2 separate regions of the Mus musculus genome follow, and region 1 is linked to region 2. A link is a contact called in public ChIA-PET data. All regions are on one chromosome and are shown on one strand. The core of a region is the stretch at or near the end of the contact, and the rest is flanking DNA. Distances in the headings are between cores, read along the strand shown.

Region 1 (3,031 bases), core at 166-2,665, 34 kb after region 2:
CAAGATACTATCATCTACAAATATTTTTACTTTTTTCTTTTCCATTTGATGACATTTTTTTTTTGGCTTAATTGCTGTGGCTACGATTTTACATACTACATTGAATAAGAAGGGCATCTTTGTCAGTGTCTTATAGAGAAATCTTCAGTTTCTCTTTGTTCAGTGATGTATTAACTGTAAGCTTTTCATAAATGGCTTATTGGTTATCATCATTTGAGACAGGGTAAAACTATGTAACTCTAGCTGGCTTGGAACTTGCTGTGTAGGCTAGGGTGGCCTTAAACTCTGTCTCCTGAGTGCTGGGATTAAAGGCATGTGCTACCATGTTCAGCTCTACTGAGGACTAGTAAATGGTTTTGAATTTTCTCAGATGTTTTGTGTATTAGTATCCTTGTATGATTGTTTTCCTTATCTTAGTTCTTGTAGTATATTGTATTAGTCATTTTTCAAGATGTCAGCCACTCTTGCTTTCCAGGAATAAATGCATGTAGTCATGGTATGTGTACATTTAACATACTGTTCAAATTACTTTGCTAGTACTTTGTTGAAGATTTTTGTATCTGTATTCATTATCTTCTTGCTTTATAAAATTTGTAAAATACAAATTTGATGAGAGCCAGATTTATTCTTGATCAGTTTTCAGATTCTTTAAATTTAATTATTCCCTTGAAAAAGTATGATTCTTTACAGAGCTCTGTCTCTCCCTCCCCCCGCCCCAACACTTGGAATTGGTATGGTCTTCAAACATGAGGTCAGTTTTCAAGTGCCAACAAAACGCGATATGGGTGCACATGTCTGCAACCTCACCATTGTAGGGTGGAGAGAGACAGGTCCTGAGAGCTCTCTAGCAGATGCAGTGACTCCTCATTCATTGAGAGCCTTCCTTCTGAAGGCAGCAAGGCGGGGATTGATAGAGAAAGTTACCCAACATCCTACTCTGGCCTCCTCATGCATCCCCTTTCTAAAGAAGGATTTTATATAGGAACTAAAGGAAAGTCACAGGAAAGGCTACAACACTCACTTTCCATGACAGATGTGAACTTCTTAAAGAGTCAGTCTTTTCTTTTTGGGTTTTAGTGTAATCAAGATATTGACGTTACAGGAACAGGACAGACATTTTACTTGGCTCTGCTTCTATATAAGGTACTAAGCTAGTTACTTGTTCTCTTAACATTTTTTTCAGCTGCAAAATATGTATAATAGACTTCATTGGGTTTGAATCAGGATTAAATGAAGGGATAATTCTTAAAACTAAACTAAAAATGTTCAAAAAGTACAAACATTCCATTTTCTACCAGAATGCCAGAAACTTGGGATTATGCTCTAGTATTGGGTGGATTCTTATCTCCTGTTCTCAGTGGAAATGCTTGTGCCATTTACTGTGTCCTAGAGAGATCCACCTTCATTGGTCAGTGCACACCTTTTATATAAGCAGTGCGTATGAGGATTGGGGTTCAGTCAGGCTCTCAGCCATGCCTGCCACTTCCTGTCTTGTGGTCTTTTTGTTTTCAAAACAAAATGATTCTTGGTCATTGTTGCTGCTGGTGCCTCTTCCTTTGGGGGAGGGGAGGCGAGGGAGGTTGGGTTAGGGGAGAGACTGGATCTCTGTTATGTAGCTCTGGCTGTCCTGGAACTCATTCTGTAGACTAGGCTGGCCTGGAACTCACAGAGATCTACCTCTGTCTCTGCCTCCCAAGTGCTGAGATTAAAGGCATGGACTACCATGCCTGGCTAGTCATTGACTTTTAAAGTAGTAGCAGAGAGAAAAATGTAAGGATTTTTAAACCAGCATTTTTCTGAAGTTTAAAGGGGTATATGAGAAGAAAATATGGTTAAAATGATAAAGCCATTATTTGGCAAGAGATTAGTGTTCTGACCTGAATTGTAGTTTTTCTTCCATGATGTAGGCACCAATATCTGATAGATGGAAATGGACTATAATGTCTTTAAAGATAGTGTGAGCTGGGCGTGGTAGCGCACGGCTTTAATCCCAGCACTCGGGAGGCAGAGGCAGGCGGATTTCTGAGTTCGAGGCCAGCCTGGTCTACAAAGTGAGTTCCAGGATAGCCAGGGCTATACAGAGAGCTATACAGAGAAACCCTGTCTCAAGAAAACAAAACAAAACAAAAAAAGATAGTGTGGATTAATTAATACTATAGATGTGTGTGTGAGTGTGTGTGTATGTTCTTTGAGCCAGTCATCAAAGAATTTTATAGGTGACCTTGAATCAGTCTTTTTCCTTATTTTTAAAAAATTTTTCTCTCATACATTACATTCCAGCCTCAGTTTCCCCTCCCTCCACTTCTTCCACCTTCCCTCTCCCCTAGGTTCATTCCTCTTCCATTGCCTCTTAGAGGTGCCCACCAAAGATGGCATAACAAGTTACAATAAGACAAGGCACAAACTGTCATATCTAGGGTGGATGAAGCAGTGCAGCAGGAAAAAAAGGTCCCAAGTTCAGGCTAAAGTCAGAGATACCCATCCCACTCCCGCTGATGGGAGTCCCACTAGAATAGAGTGATATACAACCATAGGTATATACAGAGAACCTGGCTCAGACCCATTCAGGGTTGGTGTTTGTCGCTTCAGTCTTTAGTTGGTTCTGTGGCTGTGTTCTCATGGTGTCCTTGACTTCTCTGGCTCCTACAGTCCTTCCTGTCCCTCTTTTGCAAAGGTTTCTCTGCTTTGCCTAGTGTTTGGGCCTGGCGGGTCTCTACATCTGCTCCCATCAGTTGCTGGATGACACTCTCTGATGACAATTGGGCTAAGCACCAGTCTATGAGTATAATAGAAAATAATTTAAAATATCTTGGAATAACTCTAACCAAGCAAGAAACTTCAAATCTTTAACTTATGTTAAAAACTTGAATCAGTTTATTGCACGATATACATGTCTTAAATGATAACTTCTACTGGCCTTTCTGATCCTTCAGTCTTTGGATGAAAGACTAGACTGTGACAGAAGTGAAACTGTAGGTCCGGGTCAAGCCAGTCATTGTTTTCATGGGTGAACCACAGGAACAGACGCCAC
Region 2 (3,155 bases), core at 398-2,897:
TAGTACTTGGTGACAAGTGTGGTAACTGTAAAAGGTACACCACTTTAGTCAAGGAACTTTAACTCTAGAAAAGCTACTGAAGTAGGAAACATTGATTTATGGACAATGGTGCTCATTCTAAAGAAACTAAGTTATTTATCAACAAAATTATTTGAATCAACTATAGTTTACAATGCAATCCCTTAAAATGACTCAAAATAATGTCTATTCAAACACAATAATGATACATTTGGTAATGTTACAATAATTACTTCCAGAAATGTTACAAATTAAGACAGAAAGTACATGCACTGTAAAATGTACTAAAATGTTATTGGCAGTTATCACTCCTTAATCAGATTATTGTTGAGTTCTGGGCAACATGTGTTTTCTTTCTTAACATGGTTTCTTTTAGATGACTACAACTTTCAGATAAGAAATTTAGGTAACATCCAGAAGGAAGCTATTTTCGTTTCTACAATGAAATAAAGTGTTTGTTGCTATGAAATAAATATATTTTGTGTCTCTTTTAGATCTAGCTCCTGGAGGTTCTGACGATTGGATCTATGATTTGGGCATCAAATATTCGTTTACAATTGAGCTCCGAGATACAGGCAGATACGGATTCTTGCTGCCTGAGAGATACATCAAACCCACTTGTGCAGAAGCTTTGGCCGCCATCTCTAAAATAGTTTGGCATGTCATCAGGAACACTTAATGCCCTAACCTCCGCTCTCATTATTTTTATTTTATTGATTTCAGCAACACTTAACTGTTGCATTAGCTTCTAAGTTGAATCAGTTTCCTTGGTTTTGTTGAAGAATAAAAAGCACACTACTTTGAGCTTAAGAGTGAAAATGGCCCCCTGTGTATTTTAACATTTTTATTTTTATTATTTTTATTCTAAGAGGTTAGCTACTGGTCCCACCCCACCGTCCCTTGATTTATGATGAACAGCTATCTTAAGCAGTTTTAAGATGTACTGTGTGTGTGGTGGGGCGTGAGGGTGTGAGTTTAAGCACCAGGTTTATGCTGGACCCCCATCAGAGGCCAGAAGAAAATGGGGAACCGCTGTTACTGAAGGTTACAGAAGGTGGTCAGCAGTCACGTGGGGGATGGGAGTCAAACCTGGTCTCTGAAAGAGCTGCAACCGCTTTTAACGGCTGGAGCCATCTCTCCAGCTCCTCCTAAGCAACTTTTACCCTAAATCTACGGAGATCATTGGATCCAAGCAGGAAAAGCAAAGGCACTCTGTAGCACCTCAAGGGTTTGCACCCTAAAATTTTAATCAGTCTCTGCTCTTGTTCTTGAAAACGCAATCCGTGCATTTCTGCTCCAGCTTCAGGCCCAGGCGGGGGACGGGCGGTTGTCAAAATCTGCAGCTTCGAAACGCACCAGGCTGGTGGTTACTGCCGAAACAAAGTAGCACTTTATGCGATGGAAAACGGTGAAAACCAGAATCTCAGTCAACTGAGAATCTCCGTCCTCCCACGCTGACTCCGTGTCCCCAGACCTTAGTAAACAGGCGTCAGGAACACACTCCGCACTGCCCTCGCGTCGGACGCGAGGGGGCGTGGTCTGAGAGGGGCGGGGCTTACTCGATGACGACTAATCTGGGGGCCGGAAGCTGCCTTGCCTGCGGAGGAGTCGGGCAAACTCGCGACTTCCGTCGGCTTTTAGATGCTGCCAGTGTAGCGGCCAGGCAGAGTTGTGGTCTTAGCGTTGCTCTGCAGTGGCTTCTGTGCGTCTCTCGTCTCGTGTCCGGAGCTCTCCAGAGCTGGGAGAAGATCCGGGCGGCTCCGCTGCTCCCTGTTCCCGGCGTCCGCCCCGCTTGAGGAGGGCCGGCCCCTGGGAGCCGCGCGTGCACGTCCTCTTGGTCGTCCTCCCGGGGCCGGGCGCGGGGACAGCCGGAGCTGAGGCGTCAGGGACGTCCTGAAGACTGCGCTTACAAGGGTGCTTGGAGAGGAGGTAAGCGTTCGGGGAGCGGATGGGAAGAGGCGTTGGACCCGGCTCGTGTGGGCGTCCTGCGCTGTGGCCTCCATCCTCGCTCGCCTTGTTCTGTGCTGCTTGTGTTTCTGAACGCTGTTTGAGCATCCCACCCTTGACTCTGCAGAGGCTCTTGGTGTTAGATCTGGCTGTTGCTCCAGTTGTGATTCTGCAGTCTGTGTCAGGAAGCAGGCGGACTCGGATACCGTGGTGTGGTGGTCGCATTTGTGTGTGGTGAAAGGATGCAGCAGTTGTGTTTCTTGGATTTAGAGTTGCCTTCTTCACGTATTCCAGATCTATTGAAGAAAGGAGAGTCCTTTTGATTGTTCCTGGTCTTGCTTATTTCCCGGCTGCAGTAAATACTATTGGGAGTGTAGGAGTACTGTTTTATCTTTATACTCCCAGGCAACGGGAAGCTGGAACGAAAGGAGAAGATATATCTGGCAGTATCACTTGCTAAGCAGGTTGACATTTATGTGGCTGGAAAAGTATTCAGAGTTGAAGAAAATACTTGGATGATATTGGTAGGATCTTGCTTGTGAGAGGCAGTATCTTAAGTTAATTCGTTTTATTAGGAGTCTTCAGATAATTTGAACTCTTTCAGTTATGGGCGTGCACAGTCTCTCCTGGTTTGTGAATTTCAAAAAAAAATAATTTGAAAAGGTTGGACCTTTAAGTTTGGCATTTAAGGGTTTAAAAGTCTGTGATATGTTTATTTAGTTAGTCCAGATCACTATGCGGCTCTGCCTATATGCTTAGTTTTGCTATGTAGTACTTAACATTACTAGCTTTAGAATCCAAACAACAATATTTCGCAACACAGACGTATAAATTTTTAAATAACCTCCAACTTCTTAGTTAGATTATATCAGATGACAGTTTCATCTGGAGACTTAGCAAGCTGATGTAGGAATGTCACAATTTCTGTGCAAACGGTTGTGCCCTGAAACTTGAGTTTCAGTGTGAGCATCTGGTAGGATGTAGTTGATACCAACACATAGGGGGTGACTCAGATACCTAAATGTGCAGAAACTCAAATCCCTTCTGGAAAACGATGTTTTATATGCCTTCAATCATCTCTATACTTCTAATACATAGTGCAATGTAAATCCTATAAAAGTACTTTATGCTAATTTTAAATAATGTAAATAAGGTTTGTACACAGTGTAGTTTTGGTTTTTGGGTTTTTT

What was found. ChIA-PET counts read pairs in DNA pulled down with a chosen protein or histone mark.
Region 1: a contact with region 2 is called in an RNA polymerase II ChIA-PET map of memory CD8 T cells, with 281 read pairs. The contact joins the enhancer-like site here to the promoter of Zc3h13 in region 2. A contact is called at or near these places in 1 of 39 promoter capture datasets (macrophages), 1 of 15 datasets of contacts at CTCF or cohesin (CD8 T cells), 7 of 484 Hi-C or Micro-C datasets (the AML12 cell line, CD8 central memory T cells, embryonic stem cells and 4 more), 8 of 115 datasets of contacts at active chromatin or transcription factors (the HPC-7 cell line, the SCID.adh cell line, embryonic stem cells and 1 more) and 3 of 9 other capture datasets (adipose tissue, liver and pancreatic islet).

What each region holds. Positions count from the first base shown.
Region 1 is chr14:75,317,441-75,320,471 of GRCm38.p6, forward strand. All of the region lies in intron 8 of Zc3h13 (zinc finger CCCH type containing 13), which reads left to right. It also overlaps the pseudogene Gm46470. Among named protein-coding and RNA genes, the nearest start is that of Zc3h13, 35 kb to the left of the region's middle. Within about 2 kb of position 1,416, at least 24 of the 459 cell types and tissues checked have an H3K27ac peak or open chromatin away from gene starts, as enhancers often do. A contact at or near this core is called in CD8 T cells, CD8 central memory T cells, the HPC-7 cell line and 2 more, where this site is marked.
Region 2 is chr14:75,282,719-75,285,873 of GRCm38.p6, forward strand. Zc3h13 (zinc finger CCCH type containing 13) reads left to right here and starts at 1,648. Exons shown (of 19, transcript NM_001359875.1): 1 at 1,648-1,947. Cpb2 (carboxypeptidase B2 (plasma)) reads left to right here. Exons shown (of 11, transcript NM_019775.3): 11 at 513-837. The coding sequence ends at 697.